3 separate regions of the Gossypium hirsutum genome follow, and all the other regions are linked to region 3. Evidence: chromatin contacts called from public Hi-C data. All regions are on one chromosome and are shown on one strand. Each heading gives the region's core, a stretch centred on a gene start, on an enhancer-like site or on the middle of the called end of the contact. The rest is flanking DNA. Distances are from core to core; before and after follow the strand shown. Region 1 holds the start of LOC107909860 (stress-associated endoplasmic reticulum protein 2). Region 2 has its middle 16 kb from the start of LOC107908280. Region 3 holds the start of LOC107909855 (nuclear transport factor 2A).

Evidence for each region. A called contact is a pair of places that touch in the nucleus more often than the background predicts.
Region 1: a contact with region 3 is called in a Hi-C map of leaf, with 2.9 times the contacts expected there. The contact joins the promoter of LOC107909860 here to the promoter of LOC107909855 in region 3. A contact is called at or near these places in 6 of 34 Hi-C or Micro-C datasets (callus, hypocotyl and leaf).
Region 2: a Hi-C map of leaf shows a contact between it and region 3, with 2.4 times the contacts expected there. The contact joins the enhancer-like site here to the promoter of LOC107909855 in region 3. A contact is called at or near these places in 5 of 34 Hi-C or Micro-C datasets (all in leaf).

What each region holds. Positions count from the first base shown.
Region 1 is chrD02:56,589,584-56,593,288 of Gossypium_hirsutum_v2.1, forward strand. LOC107909860 (stress-associated endoplasmic reticulum protein 2) reads left to right here and starts at 1,785. Exons shown (of 3, transcript XM_016837547.2): 1 at 1,785-2,027; 2 at 2,643-2,799; 3 at 3,044-3,311. The coding sequence starts at 2,025. The coding sequence ends at 3,090. It also overlaps the pseudogene LOC107909861.
Region 2 is chrD02:56,648,455-56,652,250 of Gossypium_hirsutum_v2.1, forward strand. No RefSeq gene overlaps it. Among protein-coding and RNA genes, the nearest start is that of LOC107908280, 16 kb to the left of the region's middle. Within about 2 kb of position 1,432, at least 8 of the 9 cell types and tissues checked have an H3K27ac peak or open chromatin away from gene starts, as enhancers often do. A contact at or near this core is called in leaf, where this site is marked.
Region 3 is chrD02:56,277,696-56,281,475 of Gossypium_hirsutum_v2.1, forward strand. LOC107909855 (nuclear transport factor 2A) reads right to left here and starts at 1,871. Exons shown (of 2, transcript XM_016837541.2): 1 at 1,258-1,871; 2 at 1-76. The coding sequence starts at 1,551. The coding sequence ends at 2.

The DNA of each region.
Region 1 (3,705 bases), core at 535-3,034, 310 kb after region 3:
TCATTCCTACTTTCTTTCCTCTATCAAAAACTCATGATTTCACATTCCCTTCTTTCTTCTGTCAAAAACTCTTACCCCAAAAATTTTCACTCACTTTCTCACCATCTAATTACCACCAAAATCACATATCTTAAACCCTTTTCATGTTCCTCCCCATTTTTCAGCCACCATCAACCAACTCCCACAACTTCCCCTCCCCTTTTCAAACTAACCATAAAAACTCATGGCTTGAACCAACTGAGCTGAACTACACTTTCACCTATCTTAGATAACCTTGTGATGGGAACCCAATTGGACCAACCGTCTCAAATGAAACTATCGGTAATGGCCCTTCCACTTCGTCTGCTTGCTATATGTCCACCATGTTTATTTTACTTTACCTCTCAATTTTGTTTTATTTGTAAATATTGTGTGGAAGGAAAAGTAGTGATAATAAAAAGGAGAAGAAAGAGGGTAATGTAAGATACAATTTCATGAAGCAAACAATAATATCAAAATTAATAGTACCTAATTTGTTTAAAAATCATTGTGCAAATCATAGTATCCTTCTTCACCATAAATAGCCACTATAACAAACAAACAAATTACAAAATGAATTCTTCGATAAAAAGCTTTAAATCCTTAGAAACTTATTAAGTAAAAAGATAAAAATCTAATGGAGTTGCCTGCATCTACCCTTTTTTTTGTTCTTTCTCGTATTTTCTCAAGAAACAAATAAAAAAAATCTAACTACCCAAAAACTGAAAAAATAGAAAAAAAAAATTGAATACGAAAATTAAAAAAAAAAGATGAACCAAGGCTCGAAATATAAAACAAAGATAAACCTAGAAGCTAAAAAGAAAGCAAAGTGAACAAAAAAAAAACTATTTTTTTTGTGTTCTTTCTCATATTTTCCCAGGAAACAAACAAAAAAATCCAACTATCCAGAAACTTTATTAATTGTCAGGTTTCAGTTACTAGTTCTTCATTTCGAGTCTATTGGGTAATCAGAATCTTTGTAGCCCGAATTTGAACCTGTTTCCTCCATGTCTAGAAACTTTATTTTCTCAGTACCTTCTACGTCAAACAAAGAAGCAGCAGCAGCAGCAGCAATAGCAGAATGTGAAGGAGAGGAATTGGAATCAGCCATTGAAAGCAAACGTGTTTAGTAGAGAAAAGAATAGAAAAGGATAGTGGGAAAAAGAAAGGTCACCGGGAAAAAGAAAAGAAATTGGGGTGGAAGAAATGTCACAGGGAAAACTAAAGAAAAAAAAAAGAAATAATTTTAAAAATATTTTTTTAGATTATGACATCAAGGGTTAGATTTAAGTACCGATTTAGTTGACCTAAAAAAAATTAAGATACCAATTTAGAAAAAAACCCATAAACACTAATTTAAAATAAGTAAAAAAATTTGAGTTCCAATTATACATTTAAACCTTAATAAAAAAAATTAAAATATAGTATATAAACTGCTATTTGCAATAAAATTTTGGAATGGTATGATCATTATCACAATTTTTTCAATAAAAATATATAAAAAGGAAAGTAAGTGGAGTATCAAAATTTGAAAAAGAATCAAGGGTATAGTGAGGTCCATTAAAATGTTAGGATATTCATTAAAAATATTATTTAAACTTTAGAGACTAATTTAGAATTTGAATCATAATTTGAGGACGTTTGCTTGAATTAACCCTTTAAAAGAAAACAAACGGCTTAAATTTAAGCGAAGTCTTAAATCCCACACGTCTACGTGTAAAAAAGAACCAATGAAAACGCGCCGCGTATTCTGACTGAGGTTCAGGCCCAATGAGAGCGAAGCCGGTGACGCTACTTACGCGTGACCTTCAATTATCATTTATTTTTCCGTCTTCAGCACTATATAAAGCGGACGGATAGCTGACATCCTCTATCAAATCCGGAGATTTTCGCGAGAAAGTGAGAGGTCGAGAGAGAAAATAATTCGCAGGGAATTAGCGAGATCCTGCAATTTTCCTGCGTTTTCTCTCTTCAATCTTCTCCGGCTATCTGATCTATCCGTCATCATGGTGAGTTTTTATTTTCTTTTTCTAAGAAACTGTTAATTTGTATTTTTTTTCTGATAATTGGTTCACTTCACAGTTTTCATATTTATTTTTCCTATTAATTTGATTATTATTTTTCTTGATCTTCTTGTATCTGAGTGGATCCAATATAAACTTCTTGTTTGTCTTCCGTCCTTTCCGAATATAGATTATGGATCTACATTTTAGCGTGTTTATAAAATCGTTTGTAGATTTCAGCGATTATAGATCTAAATGGCATATATATGCCTCACAATTTATCTTGTATTTGTTCGAAAATCTTTTGAATAATTTATTCGTCTTTATATTGCTTTTCCTTATTGTATTAATTTAGAACTGTTGACCTGTCATATGCAAATAGTTCGAATTGTCTCTTATTTTTTGGTCAACAGTTCGAATTATATTTTCACAGTTCAAAACTGATTCGAAACGTCATGTATATTTCTCATAAATCTTGTATAAATGTTAAGATCCATCGCCAAATTAGGCCAGGCCTGTCATGGGATACCCTGACCCTTTTATTCCCTAAAAGAAAAATAAAATTGCTTTGTTTCTATTTAAATTTATACTTTATCCCCCTACTTTTTCTGCTTTGGGCAGACAACATCAAGGCGTCTTGCAGAAAGAAAGGTGGAGAAGTTCCAAAAGAACATAACAAAGAGAGGAGCTGTGCCTGAGACAACCACAAAGAAGGGGAAGGATTATCCTGTTGGTCCTGTGCTTCTTGGGTTCTTCATATTCGTCGTCATTGGATCATGTAAGGATTCTTTCTTTGCCATCATATTTCCTTATTCGATGTGTATGGATAATTTGTCTGGTTTCTTCGTTGGAAAGTGTAATATGTTTAGCTTTTCTTGGTGTTCAGTTAATTTCATCATTGTAATCTTCAAGGATATTTGCTTAAATTAAAATATCTATAATTACAATTTAGAGTCAAGATTTTCTGCATGTCCTGTCTGTCATGATTTACTGATCAACTTCGTTTACATTCACCGTAACAGCTCTCTTCCAGATTATCAGGACAGCGACCAGCGGAGGTATGGCATAAGTCTGCACTTCTGGTGTTAAGGAATTGCGAGGAGACTGGTCTTGCATTGGGCTTTTCTTTTCTGTTAGTTTTGTAGGGAAACTGATGATATATTTACTAGAGATATGCTTACGTTGTGAAATGTTCGGAATTTGAATAAGACCTCCCCTTTCTTTGTCTGGTCATTGTGCTTTGTCTGCTACTTTTTTCATTTATGCAATGAGATGGACAAAAAACTGATATATTAGTGGTTGAACCGAGTTACCCGAGTAACTTGGTATTTGAATGGTTATACCAACAGCTTCAGCAGATGATGCGTAAAGATTTTTATTTATTCGAGCTTTCTCACATGCAATCCCGCTAGATTTAGCTTCTATATGAACCTCATTCATCAAATTTAGCACTGAGTAGAGAATTTCCTGTTTAGTATAATGAATCTATTAAAAGAGGAAGCTTAACCGCTCAATTTACCTGTGTCACTATTATCTCAATGCAACAAGACAGCAGAAGTTTCACACGCCTCATTAAGAACCAAGCGTGTTATTCACCCACATGTCCAAACAAAAAGAAGAAAATAAAGAAAAAGCCCATTCCAATTTCCATGCAACCAAAAAGAAAATCCGGCCTTAGGTGGGA
Region 2 (3,796 bases), core at 182-2,681, 370 kb after region 3:
CCATCTTTCCACCTAGCGCTGATGAGTGTAGGGTCGAGTTTATAGCCCCCGAGCATACAAAACGCATGCAAGAATCCCACGTTTTGTAAGTAACCATGAATTTCGGTGTTTGAGCTCTTTGACAAATTATGTATGAACCCCTCCAAAACACAATCATCCGCCTATTTATATTAAAAATAAAATATTTTAAAATTTTAAAAACTTTAAATTTAACTTAATTGAAAATAACGAAATTTAAAATTTCTCCTTACCATTATCACTTGAGCGGTGGAAATGTGCTTATTGCTGAAACGAATTAGAGAGCTTGTCATTACTGAAATTTTAACTGAAATGAATATACAAAATAATTAAATAAAACTATAGTATTTTAAATAAAGTGTGTAAGAAAATGTCGAATAAAAATGGTAAGAATTGAGAGAACTGAGAGAGTTGAGAGAATTGAGAGTTTAGAGAGAGACTTGGATTTGAGTGAAAAGAATAAAAAATGACTTGGTATTTATAGGAAAAAAATATTACCGTTGGCCTTTTTAAATAATTTTACCATTTCCAATGTTTAAAAAGTCGTTAGGGAAAATGACCGTTGGAGGAAAGTGTCCCCAGCTGAATGTGCTTTTACACACTCTCTCCAAAATTGACCTATTTCCATAATTTAAAAAAAAACGACCTAAAAGGCTAACTAAAAAAAAGAATAAGACATACTTAACTTATTTAGCCTAATTTTATAAATTTTTATTTTATAGTTGTCATCCAAAATACCTATAAACTCTCTTGTAAGCAAATATATTTTTAGTTTTATAAATGGCTTGTTTCATCATATAAAATTTTGCACATTAAAAATGAATAATAAATGTAGAAATTCTAAAATTTATGCAAATAATGCTATTGTTGCCTCTACTTCTTATGAATTATCATCTTTAATTAATTTTTTAAAAATTTTAATTATTAATAATTTTTTCTATATTCATTTTTCTCGTGTTACATAATTTGCTAATGATAAATATGAATTTTTGGTGTCTATTGAAAAATATTATAGCGTAACGATAAATGTTAATTTAGTTTTAATGGTTTATAGCTCAACTTTGGACTTATAGCGGAATGATGTACCTAATTAAATCCTAAAATAAATGTTATGGCCTTCCATCACGTGGACAATTTAACAGAGTTTCTTTCAAGAATGGGTTCTTTCGAATTTTTTTTTGAGATAAATCACAGATTGGGCTTTAATTAAACTATTAATTACACAAATAGTCCTAGAAAAATAAATAGAGCAAGCCTAGTAACCAGACTAGGCCCAACGAAAGGAAAAACAAAACAAACTAAAAGGAAACCTAATCACCTAGAAAATGAAAAAAGGAAACAATCTCTACAGCACATTAATTCAGCCGTTCCATCTGCCCAATCAGTATTAAAAGTCAATACACATCTTGTCACTTCAACATCTTTTCTACTTCAAGACGTTTTGAATCACCCGAGAGCTTTGTATAGTCACTTTGATATCTGCCCTTCTCCGATTCCTTTCCTCCATTTCTCCCTTTTCCTGCTTCAATTTGGTTCTCTCACCCTTTCGTTTTCTGCTTGAAATTCTGCAACTCCAGGGACTCGTCCGACCAGGTAACCTCCTTTGTTAATCTTAATCGCTTCAGTTGCTAAAATATGCGCGAGGCTATTTGTTGATCTTGGGATATGCTCGAACTTACATTCCTTAAAATATAACAAAAGCTGATGGATGTCATGAATAAGCGCACTAACCAGTGATTTATCTGGGCTTTTTGTTTTGCATTTCTTTATTATTGATAAAGAGTCTCCTTCAATAATAACTCTTTCCCACTGCATGTGAACTCTGATCTGGAGAGCTTTCCGACACGCGATTGCTTCCGCTCCAAAGGCTGAGGAAACCCTTTGATGAACCTCCGAACAAGATAAGAGAACTGAACCCTCTTTATCTCTGGCCACAACTCCGATAGCCGCTTTATTTTGTCCTCTTTCATATGCTGCATCAAAATTGATTTTGACAAAACTGTCCATTGGTTTTTCCATTTTTTAACAGTTATGGAAGTTTGTCGACTATTTTTACCAACTGAATCTAACTCTAAAATGTAGCTATTAACAAATCTCCCTATTTCTTTTCCAGATTTACTCCCTTTGTTGTGCAGTCTGTTATTCCTATCTCCCCAAATGGCCCATACTGCAACACAGAAGATCCGACGCTGGGATGCCAAGCTTTGTGTAAAAACCCAGGTTAACCACTGTAGAAACCCCATCTGGTTTTCCTGCTCATATTTATGAAATGATAACTCTCTCCACACTGATATTGTAACAGGGCATTCTCGAAAAAAAATGTTCCATAGATTCAGATCTAGAGCCACAACGAGGACACATTGATGTATCCGTTAGTCGTCTAAGTAGCATATTAAACTCGAGTAGCTAGGAAATTCCAAGAGATCTTCCAATGTGTAATTTTTATTTTTGAAGGTAGATTAAGTAGCCATAATTTCCTGTAGAAGTCTTTATAGTCAGCTTGTAAAGCATAAGCTCTAGGATCATTTGCAATACTTTGTAATAGTTTATAGGCGCTACGAACTGTGAACTCACCCGACGCTTCAGCACTCCATACTTGGAAATCTTCATGTGGTCTTTCAGCCAGCGGGATACTGAGAATCATGTCGGCTACATCCTCCGGAAAGGTATACTCTATCAACTCCTTTTTCCATGTTCTACTGCTTGAATCAATTAATTCCGCAACATTACTATCATTCAAATTCGTATTTAAAACTAGTAATCTATCACGCGGTAAAACTGGAATCCAATAATCACGACTGATTGAAATATTTGTACCTTTACCCACCCTCCAACATAATCCCTTAGCGAAGACACCCTTAGTAGCCCAAATACTTTTCCAAGTATACGAAACGTTATTCCCCAATTGTGAATTTAAAAAATCAACTTTTGGAAAATACTTTGCTTTTAATACTTATGCTACTAAAGAATTTGGATTGTACAAAATACGCCACCCCTGTTTAGCTAGAAGGGAGATATTAAATTGGGCCATATTTCTGAAACCCAATCCACCCTCATCTTTAGGACGGCATAAATATTTCCACTGACACCAATGAATACCTCTTCTTCTATGCGCTTTCTGCCACCAAAATTTAGCAAATATGTTTTCAAATTCCCCACAAAAAGTCTTTGGTAGTAAGAAACACGACATAGCATAGGTTGGAATGGCCTGTAACACTGATTTAATAAAGGCTTCTTTACCTCATTGGGATAACAATCTAGTACTCCACCCATAAATCCTAGTAAAAATCTTATCTTTTAAATGCTGAAAGGATTCCTTTTTTCTTCGACCAACCATGTTCGGAAGCCCCAAGTAACGTTCTAAGTTTGTTGAGATCCTAACCCCCAACTTTGCCGATGCTTTTTCCTTCTTCTCATCAGATGTATTCGTACTAAAAAATATTGTAGACTTATTGAAATTAACACGTTGCCCAGAACACTCTCCATATTCCTTCAAAATATCCTTTAGTACCCTAGCACCCCTATCTGATGCTTCCCCGAACAAAATACAGTAATATGCAAAAAGCAAGTGTGAAATTTCTGGACCTCTTCTGCAGGCTTTTGCACCTTTTAGCATTCCCGCCGCTGAAGCCATTCTCATCAAAGCTGATAATCCCTCACTACAAATCAAAAATAGAGAAGGGCTCAAAGGGTCCCCTTGACGTAAGCCTGTAGATGGTGAAAAGATTCTTCCACTTCTTCCATTAATATTAACTGCATAAGATGTCGTGGAAACACA
Region 3 (3,780 bases), core at 621-3,120:
TTCACGCGTAGTTCAACCTGAATATGTCATTCAACACATAAAAGCTTCCCTGTGGCGTTGGCATCAAATGAAACATCTGATAGCAGAATGCAACATAAAGACAACCTAGGTTAGTAAAGTTGTTAATGAAACTGAACCAAGGCATTGGTGGATGCAATATCTATTAGTTTTCTAAACATAACATTAAAAACATAATGTCTTTGCATTCATAATTTTAGGCAACATAAAACAGTTAACTACTATGTTGCTCAAATTGGGGTGTTAATGTCGATGTCTGAATATTCAATTTCCTAAAGTTATAAAATTTAGAGGATCTTGGAGGCTCATATCCCCATATCTATACCCAAAAATATGTTGAATACAAATGTGTACTTCAAAAAAAATGTAATCTGGGATAAACATTGTTTAACTATCAACATAGATGAAACACATATATAAGTTTGCTCCACGTGAATGAAAGACATAAACCATAAGGAAATCATCAATGTCTCCAGGTGAGGAGGGGGGGTGTGGTAGTGGATTTTCTTTTATATCCAGTAGAGTCGCAAGAAACAACATCAAGGGAGATGGCAGATAATTGTTCAGAGTGAGCACTGAGAGGACCTCTGTCACTTATGCGAAAAGGACAAGTATAAAAATGAAATAAGTACTAGCAAAGGGTGCAATAAACAAAATGAAACAAAAGCAAGCTCTTGAATGCAGAGTCTATAGTACAATTACCTACACAACTACGGCCCACACCACGCTTATAGCAAGAGGAGAGGAATATCCAGGAGCGACAGGGTCCAAATAATTGATGACAAGGAACATGTAAATGTGCAGTTCCAGGTTGCAAAACAAAGTAAAAGTGGAGCAGGTTCTATGGAAAGATGGTGGATCCAAAAACAAATCCACATCTTCCAAAACGTATTATGCACAATGAAATCGGGTTTATAGCCGAAATAACATTTTTTTTACTTTAACCAATCCCATCAATATAGATGCAAAATGAATGAAAAATGTGCAATTCCTGGAACTGTAATCTTAAGCAAATCCGATGAGCATTAAGGCTTAAACATCACAGATAGGACCATTATTAAGATCCCATAGAGAACATTTCGATTACCGCTCCCACTTCAGTCAGATCAAAACACCAACTTAAAAGATCCACTCCACCAATATGAAATGGAATCGTGAAATTAACACAAGGATATAACCGATGAATTCAAGAGTGACACATAAGATCAGCAGTAGATGGCTGAGCTAATAAGAAAATACCTGGCTAAACTTGAGAGCATGCTGCTCGCCAGCGAGTTGGAGGTTACCGCTGACGAATACGAGCATGCCGCCGGAGCCGGAAGGCTGGCAATCGACGGTGGTGATGTTGTGCTTGCACTGCTGGAAAGGAAGGCTGGTGAGCTTAGCCACGATGCTCTGAGAGCCCTGGATCTTTTGACCTTCGAAGGTCAACATGGAACCTTCCTGGTAGAGATTGGCTAAACCGGCCCGGTTGGCATCGAATGTGGAGTAGTAGTGCTCGACGAAGGCCTTGGCTACTGCGTCTGGATCCATCTCACTCTTTTTTTTTTCTTTATATGAAATTGAGTTGTGGCTTCTAAATCACGCCACCAAAGCAGCAGCAGCAGCCAACAGAATGAAGAAGAAGAAGCAGAAGAAGAAAGAGAGGCGACTGGCGAGCCAAGATTTGAGAGAGGGTTTTCCTTTTTTATCTCTCTCTTTTTTTCTTATTTATAATAATAAATAATAATGTGTATTTATAGGAGGATTTATCCAACGGTTCATTTTGAATCATGAAAAAATTAATATCAAAATCAAACAGTGGATGCCTGCCGGAGTGTTTTTCTAAATTTCATTTTTTTCATTTCTTTTATTTATCAGTCACTGTAGAAAGGCCCCTCTCTTATAAACCCTCTTTTCTTTGCGTCAATGTAACGCAGCTAAGCCAAGCAAATTTATTGGTAAATCTTAAGAATAGTCCCTCTACTTATCAATTTGTTTGGATTTAATTCATTACTTTTGTTTGATTGAATCTTTACTTTTTGAATGACTCATTTTCAGTCCATTGGATAACTTTTCTTTCATTAATTCCGTTTAAAATTGAAGTATAATTACCAGTTTAACCTCTAACATTTATAACTTTTGTCAATTTAGCATCTGCTTTTTTTTCCTTTTTACTATCCTGAACCCTTTTTATCTTTTGAGTTTTTATCAAATTGAAAAATTTCCACTACAATTTAACAAAACCATTAGAAATTATACCATATGTACAAGTACATTATAATTTCCGTGCTACTATTTTGTTGTGTATGTCACTCAGCAAGTAATTTAAAATTAAAAAATTTCAAAATATATAAAAATTATAAACATTTTTGTTATACCCCTGCTCTGGTTAGATATGTAACCCCAAGAGAAATGATCTAAGAGGCCCCTACAGATGAACTTCCAGTTAATCACCTCATAATCAACCACTAACATACTTCATGCCACCCATAGGAAAGCCACCCCACCCGCCTCTGACCGCTTGTTCATTATACTTAGTCCATCGATCGCGTCGTACACCTATATAAGCTTGAAAATTGAATTTATACTTAAGAATAAAGCCCATTTAAAAAATAAATTAGGCTTCGGGTAAAGTTTTTTCAGCCCAAGCCTAGCCTGATTTTATTAACCTAAATATTTTACCCTGTTCCCAGCAGACCAAGTTCCTCATATTCCTTTTTCCCTTCCCAATCCCTAATTCCCTTTCCGATCTCTATTTCCCCTTCCCTAATCTTTAATGACTAAATTTATTTTTTGCTTCATACTTCTTCGCCACTGCTGCTTCCTGCTTCATTTGTCACCACTACTTCTTCCTGCTTCCTAGTTTTCTTTTCTTTTATTTTCAAGTTGAGAGGAAAAAGAAAAAAAAAAAGGGAACCTGATCGAAGGTTGAGAAGTTATCAACAATAAACCCATACTTCTGCTTTGTAGATTGTTTTCTTTATAGTTGGGAAGGCTTATTATGACTAGTACTATCATTAATCGAAGCAGTGCTTCCCTCTCCGAAAGTAGAAACTTGTAACGGTGCGGCGGCCATGGATGGTCTGTTTAGAAAGAAAATCACCCATCTCAATTTCTTTTTCGTCGTCTTCTTTTCTTTGATAAAATTAGTTTATTTATATCATATTATTCTAAACAAGCATAATAAAGAAAAATAGTAAACGTTTTAAGGGGTTTTGTGAAGCAAGAATATATATACACATTGGCTTACCTCATTTCATCAAAGCTTGAGTTTCATATATATATAATCAGGGCCGAGTTTTAACAAAAATTTAATCTTATTTTTTGGGTCGAGCAAGGCCCAAGCTTACCAATCGAGCCTTAGATTTTGATTGGGCTCGGTCAGAACCCGACCCGACTCTACCTATGGACACCTCTACTGTTTGCCCTCCTATCAAGCCACCCACTAATAATAGGTTCTCCATCATGCCACCTACTATTAGCGACACATTCTTACCCCCAAGAGGGGACCACTAAAGGACTAATGAAAAAACTTAGTATTACCTCCGTAAATAGAATGTTAGAGTATGTCTACACAAAATTACACTTAACAATAACCAACATATAACAGACCTGCCACTTGACTGACCACACGAGCAGACCACCGCTCGTGCTATTGATGAAACATACAATACAAAAGGGATCTTATTCCCACTTTTACTCCCTTAAGCAATATACTCTAGTCTCCTTTCTCCTTTCTCCTCCTCTTTCTCATCTTCCTTAAATACTCTGACTCTCTGC